Linked DNA regions of Mus musculus: region 2 is linked to region 1. Evidence: chromatin contacts called from public HiChIP or PLAC-seq data. All regions are on one chromosome and are shown on one strand. The core of a region is the stretch at or near the end of the contact, and the rest is flanking DNA. Distances in the headings are between cores, read along the strand shown.

The links. HiChIP or PLAC-seq counts read pairs in DNA pulled down with a chosen protein or histone mark.
Region 2: a contact with region 1 is called in an H3K27ac HiChIP or PLAC-seq map of embryonic stem cells, with 7 read pairs. The contact joins the enhancer-like site here to the promoter of Ddhd1 in region 1. A contact is called at or near these places in 1 of 39 promoter capture datasets (the 3T3-L1 cell line) and 4 of 115 datasets of contacts at active chromatin or transcription factors (bone marrow-derived dendritic cells, embryonic stem cells, epiblast stem cells and 1 more).

The regions. Positions count from the first base shown.
Region 1 is chr14:45,656,178-45,661,525 of GRCm38.p6, forward strand. It overlaps Ddhd1 (DDHD domain containing 1), which reads right to left and starts at 1,966. Exons shown (of 14, transcript NM_001042719.2): 1 at 1,045-1,966. The coding sequence starts at 1,834. It overlaps Mir5131 (microRNA 5131), which reads right to left and starts at 1,876; the gene lies at 1,784-1,876. It overlaps Gm34360 (a long non-coding RNA gene), which reads right to left. Exons shown (of 2, transcript XR_383395.3): 2 at 5,300-5,348.
Region 2 is chr14:45,732,650-45,738,365 of GRCm38.p6, forward strand. No RefSeq gene overlaps it. Among named protein-coding and RNA genes, the nearest start is that of A530076I17Rik, 67 kb to the left of the region's middle. Within about 2 kb of position 2,207, at least 15 of the 459 cell types and tissues checked have an H3K27ac peak or open chromatin away from gene starts, as enhancers often do. A contact at or near this core is called in embryonic stem cells, where this site is marked.

The DNA of each region.
Region 1 (5,348 bases), core at 716-3,215:
TTTAGCATTATCAGAATCACTGATGCAATTCGGTACCAAGTCATCGAATACCTGCTTTATGAGTACAAAGATAAAGGTGGTGGACTCTGACCAGAAGCTACTAAATAAACCGAAAGGAAGCTAAGCCATCAATACACATAATTAATATAGATCAGAATAAATAATATAAGATGTATAGAGGGCCAAAAGATCAGGAAAAGACATTTGAGTAAGGGCACTGAAGCCCATAAAGTTAATACTGTATGGTACAAATTATTGATGGCCAATAACTTGTTACTACTACATATCATATATATTAATAACTGCTGCATGCCACGTCAGATTATGGATTACCCTTCCTCATTCTGATTTTAAACCTACCCGTGTTGCCTAAAGCATCGTTCAGACCTTTATGACAGTCCCATTTAACAGATGTGAAAACCGAGGTCGTGCAATTTTTCTAGGTTAAGAAGCAAAAGTAAAAATATGTAAAAAGGACCCAAGAGATATGAAAACATTCTATACAGAGGGTACGGACCCACTTCGCACTGCCACTTCCTGCAGTTCTTTCCTCTTGTGCCCAACACATCCACTGTGAATAACACATTGTAACTCTCCTTTCCCGTCAGGGCTTTTCTCTTCTCAGGTTTTAAGCTGAACTGTTGATTCTCATAAAAACACTCAAGCATTTCCACTCACTCCAGGACATGTTATTTAAATCACAGGAGCTTCAGGAGACACGAGACCGAATCAGATATCCAGGTGGACAAAGCCCCTGGTACGGTCAAGAAACTAAAGCTACTGGCTTGGGGATCCGTTCCTGGATACCCTCCAGGGGATGGCAGCAGCACTCTACTCACCCAGGAGGCACAATCCCCGGCGGAATCCTCCCCTCCTGACCCCGCTAGCAGCTTGGGCGCTGCCATCTGCTCTTTTACCCTTCACCTGCCGAGGCACCCCGCGCAACCTGCATCCTAACCCGAGGCAGGCATCGCGGGGGCAACCGAACCCCCAAACGCCGTCCAGCGCGCGCCGAGCCTGGCCCGCCCCTGGCCAGCCACTTACGGTTCCAGTACACCGGGTAGCACTCTCCTTGAGTGACATCCACCTCGTAGAGGCCGCCGCGCACGCACACCGGCTCGATGGTCACCAGCTCCTCCATCTCCGGCTCAGGCCCCGCCGCGCGCGGGCAGAAGCCGCAGGCGCTGTCCTCCTCGTCTTCCTCCCCGAAGCTGGAGCTTGGGCCACACACCCGGTCTCCATCGCGGCCCGCCGCCCGGGCCTGGGCGCCCGTGGTCTGCAGCAGGGTCCGGAAGGCGAGCTCGATGCGCAGAGAGTCGTAGCCGATGAAGGGCTTCCAGGTCTTCTTGTCTTCCTTGTAGAACCAGCGCACCTCCTCGGGGCCCAGCTCCGTCACCACCTCGTAGCGGTGCCGGGCGGCTGCGCCGCCGGGCCGGGCGCGCTTCCTGTCCCCGGGGCCCCCTCCCGCCGCCCCGCCGCCCCCCGAGTTCTGGGCGACGAGCGGCGGCGGAGGCGAAGAAGAGCTGCCGCCGCCCGCGCTCTCGCCCTCGCTGTAGTAGCGCAACGACGAGCCGGACTCGGCCGAGCTGAAGTCGTAGGTCTCGTCGCTGAGGCACGGGTCCAGAGCCAGGTGGCTCAGGTCGTCGGCGCCCGGTGCCAGGTGCAGCGGCTCGGCGCGCAGCAGCGACAGCGGCACGCTGTCGCCCGGCTGGTGCTCGAAGCAGCAGCCGCCGCCGCCGAACACGCCCGCCGCGTCCGAGCCCAGCTCCCAGGCACCGCCGCCGCGGCCGTTACGCTCGGGGCTCCGTGGGGCGCCGCGGCCCGGGTAGTTCATGCCGCCGGCGCTTCCGCCACACGCGCATCCGACGCCGCCGCCCTCTCGGCCCGGACTTTATAATCTTTCAAATCCCGAGCAGGGCAGCAGCTGCGGCCGAGGCGACTCCGCCTCCCCGCCGGCCCCCGGCCGCCGCAGCGCCGTTCCGGGGCCCGCCCCATTGTTACGCAGCCCTGCGTGGGCGGGGCCACAGGGGCCCCGCCCCCAGCCGCGCGCGCCTCCCCGGAAGGCCCGAGGACTCTGCTGGAGCTCCCGTTTGGCGCTAGGCTGTACGTAGTCTTCCGCGCCTGGAAGCGGGGGTCAGACGGGGTCGCGGCGGTCTCGGCATCCGTGGAGCCCCTGCCTCACGACTTTCGACGCAGTGGCTCCGCCCCCTCGCTTCCACGCCCCTGGATGCCAGCCGCAGTGAGGCTCTCGCCCACTCATCTTTACACTTTCGGGTCATGAGCCCCGTGGGTGATTCAGCTGTATGCCCAGAGGGGCCCTGGAAGTTGCTAGCTCACGTTCCTGGCTTTAGGCCTGCTTTCAGCATCCGAAAGACCTGCTCGGTCACCTGGTTTGGCCCTTTCCCAACCTTCAGCCCATTCATACAGAAGGCACCCCACCTCTACGCCTGCTGCTCACCTGGGCACGACCACTCCCACTTACAAAACTGGCGTCCTAGAGTCACTGTGCCAGTTCTTTAGATTGCTTGCCCTCTTGTCCTTATGCTTCCTGTTCTTTCTGTAGTGCAGTAAGGCCTTGGATGGAAACCAAGTCCCTATGTCTTAGTCTTTTCCCACAGTCTGTGCGCATTCGATGTACCTTGGTTATAACTAACTGGTCTTGCCAGCCTTGTGTGGTAGATTATTAGACTGAAAGAGGAAAAAAAAAAAAACAAAAACCTAGGTTCTAAACTCAGCTTTGCCACCTCCAGGCAAGTCACTTAATCTCCTTTATCTATTTGTCTTATTCCTTGCTATAAGTAGGAGATCGTTGCACCGGACGGTCTCTAGTAATTCTATGGCTTTTAAGCCTTCCCAAGTTTGGTTTGGTTTTTGTTTTTAGTATAACTCTGATTCTGTAACTCACTTCCTGGTTTCAGGGAGACACGGAGGCTCTGTTATGTTAGACTTCCAAGACAGAGTAAAGAGAAGACAGAGACCAGAGTCTGACCTCAACAGATGGACAGTTTATTTCAAACAAAGAAGGAAAGACACTCTCCGGAGGGAAATGGGTGTCTTAGAAGGGAGTAAACTAGCTGGGGCCCTTTATAGAGGCAAGTGGGTGGCTTGGAAATGAAATTCTTGCAGCCATAGAGCTATGTGTCGGTCTATGATGTACCTTTCCTGGAATTATCTGTTTTATTAAAAGGCAGTTCATTTTGGGGAACAGGCTGCCCCAGCAGAGATTATTTGGACTGTGGCTGACTGATGAGTTTGGTCAAGGTCAGCTGTAACTTCATAGAAATCCTGTTTTATAGCTGAGGCACTCTGTCACCTCAGACCATTCTCTTAAATTGAAAAAAAAATTCATTTTATAAACCCATCCTATCTTGAGAAAACAATCTCCAATCTTGCTCTTACTTCAAGAACAGACAGTCTTCACTGTTAATGTTTACTTTGTGGAAACAGGTCAGTAGGGCAAGTTGTCTTGCTCTCAGGATGTAACCTGTCAGAGAGCCTTCAAAGTCATTATTTCAATCAGGCTCATCTCTGTTGTGCCCTGTGCTTTTGGAGGGATCTGTTGGAAGGCCCTGCTTTCTATGGGCAGATGATACTGTTGCAATTCATGATAAATAGAGGAACATGGGTGGTATTTTCTACCATAACGACTGGATTGGCTGGATAATCTTGCTCAGTGAGCAGTCTGTCCACTTGTACATTACAGCCCCACTAACAAAGCATCTGCATTTCTGCATCCCAAATTCTTTCCCAATGTCTCTATTAATAGTATGCAGAGTAAGAAATTGAGTATGAACTTTGAACTGTGTTTTATTCATGGAGGCATTGATCCACACTGTTCTGATAGTTACCCATGTACAGACACTTCTGTATGCTTCCGATGCCAAAGAGAACCAGGATCCTCTAGCTTAGGAGATGCTATATTAAAGTGTAATTAAAAGTGGTAGATACAGTGTCAAGTCTCAAACCCTGGGACAAATGGCTACGGTGCCTATTAATATCAAAGCAGACCTGACCTCCAGGTTCTCCCAGCATCCCTTAGTCCCTGCCTGTTACAGGATATGGCTGGCATACCCTGTCTTCTACCCCAGAACTCTCCAGCCCAGGGGCCAGGCTGCCCTTACCCAGGTGCCTCTTCCCTGTATAATCCAGCCATTTTGTACTTTAGTACATTTGCCTCTTTTGTACTTTTGACCTCTTAGCTACAGCACCCAGTTCTTCTCTCTCCCCCACACAGCCCTGCTCAGTCTGGTCACCTGGTCCTCTGGACTCTACCAGATGTCTTTGTCTTATAGATATGTGAGAGAGCATAGATATGTGGGAGAGCGGAGCCATAGACATGCTCTCCCACATATCTATAATAAACTTCCTCCTCCACCATATCTAAGAGCAGCCATGTCCTTTCCTTTCCCTCCCTCCCTTCCTCCCTCCTTCCCTTCCTTCCTACCTACCTTCCTTCCTTCCTTCCTTTTTAATCAAGACATTTAAAATGTCTTCCCATTTCTTGGCAGGATGTAGTCCAAGTATTTCCATGCTAATAATCAGTTGTGGTTTTGTTTTGTTTGCTTTTTTTTAGCAGTTTTTTTTAAAAAAGATTTATTTATTTATTATATTTATGTACACTGTAGCTGTCTTCAGACACTCCAGAATAGGGCTTCAGATCTTGTTCCAGATGGTTATGAGCTACCATGTGGTTGCTGGGATTTGAATTCAGGACCTTCAGAAGAGCAGTCAGTGCTCTTAACTGCTGAGCCATCTCTCCAACCTTTTTTTTTAAAGCAGTTTTAACTCTTAAAGATGACATCATTTTTATCAAAGAATATCGTTGTTCTTTTCTTTTTGTTGTCTGTTTTGTCATTTGGTTTTAGAGATGGGAGTTTCTCTGTGCAGCTCTGGCTGTCCTGGAACTCAATTTGTAGACTGGATGGCCTTAAACTCAGAGATCTGCCTGCCTCTGACTCCCAAATGCTAGGATTAAAGGCCATCACCGTCATTTTCTGTTTTACAAATGATACTTTACTTTGTACTGAATGAACGTTTTTATCATTTGTATGCTAATGCAGGCCACCCAGCTAGGTAACATATTTTTTCTTGAAATAGATGTTGGTTTCTCAGTATCATTCAAGTGGCAAGAAAAAGGTGTTTGATGCTCTCTCCTGACCCCAGAGTGCAGCAGGGAGAAGAGATACCACTGGATATTTGTGGGAATTGAGACTGCTGCTTCCCCTTAGATCTAGGACAGCTTGCACTGGGCAAGAGACTGACAGTGAGGAGAAGACATTTGAAGATAGCAGATTGCGTATGACTGCATGCATTTATTTCCTTTTTATTCTCTAACCACAGCAAGGCAA
Region 2 (5,716 bases), core at 957-3,456, 77 kb after region 1:
TTGACAGGTCAATGGATGGCAGGAGGCACCATACCACACAGTGCATATTACTCAGCCTCAGAAGGAAGGCAACTCTTGTACACACATTATAACATGCATGAATGATAGCCTTAGTATCTGAATGGGGAATGATTCCTTTGAGAATGAGTGTGTGTGTGTGTGTGTGTGTGTGTGTATGTGTATGAGAGAGAGAGAGAGAGAGAGAGAGAGAGAGAGAGAGAGAGAGAGAGAGAGAGAGAGAGAGAGAGGAGGTAATGTAAGCCTTTTCTATCTCACCTCTGAGTTTTGAATTCCTTAACCTCCCAGGTGTTAGCATTTGTCCTACTTTGTTCTTTGTTACTGTGATAAAACACCAACCAAGCACAGCTTGGGGAAGTGTTTATTTTAGCCTACTGCTCACAGGGCCCAGTGAACCCAAAGGTAAGAGCTGAAGCAGAAACCATGGAGGAAAGCTACTTACTGGCTTGCTCAACTACCTTTCTTATACAGAGCAGGCAGGCCCATCTGCCTAGGGGTGGTGCCACCTACTGTGGACTGGCTTTCCACAGACTTGTCTGCAGGCTAATCTGTTGGAAGCAATTCCTGAACTGAGGGTCTCTCTTTCCAGGTGTGTCAAGTTGACAGCTTAAGCTAATTGTAAGGAAAGCAACACTCCCTCTCCCTCTCTCTTTCCCCTTCCCCCTCTCTCCCTCCTCTCCTCTCCCTCTCTCCCACTTTGAAATGGGAAAGAAATTAGATCAGAGAGTAGAAAAACATTCCAGCTTATTTCATTTTATTACCTTTATTACCACGAGAGGATGATGACCTATTTCACTTCACAGCTGAATTCACTGCAGAAATTTCTACTGGACTGGTAAAAATGCTTGTCACGGATTAGTGGATGAAAAAAATAAGCAAGAGACATTCTCTAACTATATCTTAGATTTTATTTTACTGAAATCAAAATAATTCTTTACCTGACCCCCAAAAAATCTTATTTCTGTATCATTCAATAGCTTCTCCAATAAGCCCCATCTTGACCTTTCTTCCCTTCCTCCTCTGTCATGCTGCCCTTCTTGCCTGTCTACTCAATTATTCACATTCTTCCTGAGTTTCTCACAAGCTTATTCCCATTACAGCCTATGACCATGGTCCTGGGAACAAAATTACAAGAATAAAAATGAAAATTGAAAATTTAAACCTCTGGATGTTCACAAATAATTCAGTTTCATCTCCTGGAATTTTCACTGCAAGATTATTAGTTTTGAGTTTGGTTGAATATCTTCCTTAGCAGAAAGGAACTGTTTTAGATGTGGAAGACTTATCTGGGATATCACCTAGCAGTTTGGTAGTTACATGAACTTAAGTCCCTTTCAAACTGTCTAGGTTTCACATCCTAACTTGTGAGATGGGATAACATTGCTTAACCAGGTTCAGCACAGTGTATAGAAATAAGTCCATAGGCACAATGTGACTTGCTATGGACATTGTTATCACTTTACATACAAGAAAACTGACACTCGTCAGAAAGTTTAAGTATTTACGTCAAAGACATTGTTGGTTAGTTACGGGATAACAACTTAAAGCGGAGTGTTCAGGGTGACTCTCTGGGCTCCCACTGGGATATGAAATGCTCTGTTTGGGGTCATAGAAGTCTTGTTTCACTTCTCACTGTATAGACGAGTCTTTCGGACTGACAGGTAAGGCAGACATTTGCATTCTTTCTTCTTCATAGTTTTAGACTTGAGTTTCAAGATTCAGGCTACCTTCCTGGACTCATAGGAGAGACCATAAGATTTCTTGGGCATCTCTGTCTATGCCAAGAACCAGCTTCAGCTTGGAGAGGGGTTCTGAGGAGTTTGAGAGAGGTGAAACAAGTGACTAAAAGACAAAGACTCTTGGAGCCGGCCTGTGGCTCTCATGTCCGGGTTTGAGCCTGGAAGGCATCTTGGAACTGACAGAAAAGAGGGAGCCTAGGCAGGTTGAGAAATAATGGAACCAAGACAACTAGTCTGCTCAAGGTTCAAATGTTTAATGACAGACATGCTTTATAAAGGAGGGGGGAAAGTCCATTCCCGCCAATTCATCCTTGGAGCCTGGAACCCGCTGCAGGTGATGACATGCAGGATAGGGCAGTAGTCTCTGGAATAGTTCCGGGGCCTCTCAGCAGGTAGCAGTATCTTGAAGAGGAACAGCGACAGTGTCTCAACAATAGAGCGATCTAGGGAGGAAGGCTCCACCCTACATAATCTCCTTAGTGGCAACAAGGTCAAGTTCTGGCTCAGCCTGCTTCAGGCTTGTGGGAGGCTACAAAAGAGTTCTGCTCCAGAGAGCTTTCCAGATTGCTCTAGACAGCTTTCTTTTGCTATTCTAAAATCTCTCTGGATAGCTCTTTTCTTTCAGACTAAAGCCTAGTCTTTTATTTACATATCAATTCTGTCAATACCCCAGGTTCCCTTTTGATTATCCCAGGAGCCTGCAAGCACATTTTTTTACTTTGCAAAAGAATTCAGAGATCTGCCTGCCTTTGTTAAGCACAGACAATCGGATAGCTGGGTGGGATGCTGCCTTCAAATTACCATTCCTACTATATCTGGGCCCCGGCCTAAACTCTCTCTGTCCCAGGCTGACCTTGAACTCAGGAATCTGCCTGCCTTTGTAAGCATAAACAAACAAACAAGCAAACAACAACAACAACAAAATATCGCTGGGTGGGATCTTGCCCTGTGATACCACTTCCTGAATCTTTTTATTTCCTTCCTTTGTGTCTTTCTGACAAGCTGGCTCATAGTGCAGCTGCCTCTCTTCTTTTAAATCTGTGAACCTCCTTATATAATTCATATTGGATCTTTATATTTTGCATAGTTGAGAAATTATATATTTTTGTACATGTTTTCAGAGATCTTTGCCACAGCCTTAAGGACTGTCCTGAAGGCCTCAGCATTTACCAGTTTGCTGAGACATTAGCCACACCTTTGCAAAAAAATATAGGAAATATAGAAATATTCCTAAATCCCAAATCTGAAAAATTTTGGTCCCAAGTTTTGACTGGAATAGGATATTTAAAATAATGAGGTGGATCTTTACATACTATCTCAGGGATGCCTCGCATTTGTTCATGAGATAATCAAATTTACAGACTCATATTTATGGAAACTGAGCACTAAAAGTCCTGAATTTACTTTAACCCAATCATGTTAGCTCATTCTCTTTGTTTCAGACAGTGCTGGGGATCTAACCCAAGGCCTCATGAGTGTTATGCAACCTTACTGATACCAAAGAACTTCACCCCTGCTCCCAGAATAACCACTTAAAGCCTATTCCTCCTCATCCCCTTTATAGAGTGGTGGGGTGGGTAAATTAATCAGGTTTTCAGACTTTTATGTCCTTCCCCTTCCCCAAGATGGTGACTCTGTGAGAGAGTTTGCCTAAGAAGGGGCAGCTGTCCTTGGGTCCCACTGTTGTTCACAGACTCCTCCCTAGTCTTCGCCAGTCTGTGTAAAGATGGCGTCCCTCATATCTCTGGTGCTGCTTAATCTCCTGTGAACAAATTCTTGAGTTCTTCCTGCTAAGTGAGAACTCTAGCCATGTGTGCCATGTGGCCCCTGCAGGCTGGCTGTGATCCAGACCTTCAGGACAGAAGATCTACTTTGCCATCCATGTCACAGGGTTTACTGGTCTTCTTAAAAACATTTGTGGACTTGCTTGATGACACCACCACTTAATCTTCATGAGCATGGTTCCTTTGGAACTTTGAGATTCCTTCCATATCACATGGGAGCTGAATGGCCGGCACCCTATGTTCAGACTTCCTTTCACTTAGTCATGTTGCAACCTGTTGAAGGGGTTTCCTTCATTCAAGTGGGCAAACATTCTCCAAACTCTATGCTCAGCTTTCCTTCCCAGCTGTCTAGTACATTTCTCTCTCCATGGTTTTTCTTGGAGGGGAGGGGCCATCATTGGCCCGTAAGCTACTGACCCTCCCTTGACCTCTTCACCTTCCTCTCCTTAGAAGCTCAGCTCTCTCTTCCTCTACACCTGGAGGTTATGTTCACTCCAGCAAAGCAACAAATCTGTATTAGTTTGATTCTTTGTTGCTATGACAGACACCATGACCAAAAGTTATTTGGGAAGGAAAGGACTTATTTCATCTGACACAATCTATCCTGAATCTAATATCTGAAGGAATCCAGACCAGTAATAAGAAAGAGCAGAGGCAGAAACCACAGAGGAAAACTGCATACTGGCTTGTTCTCCTTGGTTTGCTAATATTCTTTTCTCTTCTCTTCTCTTCTCTTCTCTTCTCTTCTCTTCTCTTCTCTTCTCTTCTCTTCTCTTCTCTTCTCTTCTCTTCTCTTCTCTTCTCTTCTCTTCTCTCCTTTCCTTTCCTTTTCTCCTCCTCCTCCTCCTCCTCCTCCTCCTCCTCCTCCTCCTCCTCCTCCTCCTCCTCCTCCTCCTCCTCCTCCTCTTCTTCTTCTTCTTCTTCTTCTTCTTCTTCTTCTTCTTCTTCTTCTTCTTCTTCTTCTTCTTCTTCTTCTTCTTCTTCCCTCCCTCCCTCCCTCCCTCCCTCCCTCCCTCCCTCCCTCCCTCCCTCCCTCCCTCCCTCTCTCTCTCTCTCTCTCTCTCTCTCTCTCTCTCTCTTTTTCTTTCTTTCTTTCTTTCTTTCTTTCTTTCTTTCTTTCTTTCTTTCTTTCTTTCTTTTGTTTTGTTTTGAGTCTGGGTCTATCTACATAGCCCTGACTGTCCTGGAGCTTGCTCTGTAGATCAGGCTGGTCTTGAACTCATAGAGATCCACCTGCCTCTACCGCCTGAATGCTGGGGACTAAAGCCATGCTTCACCACATCCAGTTTCAGCTAACTTGAGTTTCAGCTCAGGTCCACCTGCCTAGGGATGACACCGCTCACTGTGGGCTGGGTTTTCAGAAGCCAATTGGAAATTAAGAAAGACAAGCCCACAAGTCAATCTCTTTGAGGTAGACCTCTGATTAAGAATTCTTCAGATAACTGTAGGCTATGTCAGGTTGACATCTGAGGCTAACTAGGAGAAAAGCCATTATCTAAGGCCCCAGTGTTAAATTTTGGAATACTAAGAGAGGTTAAAAAATTGAAACATTCTTTTCTTTCTGCACCGTGAAGCCTGGCATCATAGCTTATTGCTAATTCTGTACAGGGCATAGATTAGTCCTTTCAGCCTTTGGTGCAGGGAAATGTCTTTCATCTACTCTGAGGGACCTGTACTTCCTCCTGCCTTTAGCCCCAGCACCTGGGAAGGGCTGAAAAATCCTCCTGTGAGTCAAAACTATAACAACGCTCAGTAGCATGGAGGTGTTATCCTTTGAGCATTTAGATTTTTCCAACAAAGTATGAATGTTTGAGTCCTTTCAGAATTTGTATAGTGATTGCCAAGAAAACAGAATTAGGAATTAAAGTCTTCAGGGGCCATTAGATCATACATCAGAGTCTTCCTGCCTAGGATTAACAAACTTCCTTATGAAAGTGGTCTGAGCTATGCTTGGGACATAGGAGGCCTTGGGTAACACACACACACACACACACACACACACACACACACACACACACACACTCCAGGAAACAGGTCCTTCCGGGGCACTGACTCTACTTCCGCCTTGGTTTTAGACTTTGAAGCCTTGAAATTCACAGAAATCTGTTTCTTTTGTACAGTCACCCTGACTATTGTGGGTGGGCCTGTTGCTGTTTGTATTTTGATGGTAATTCC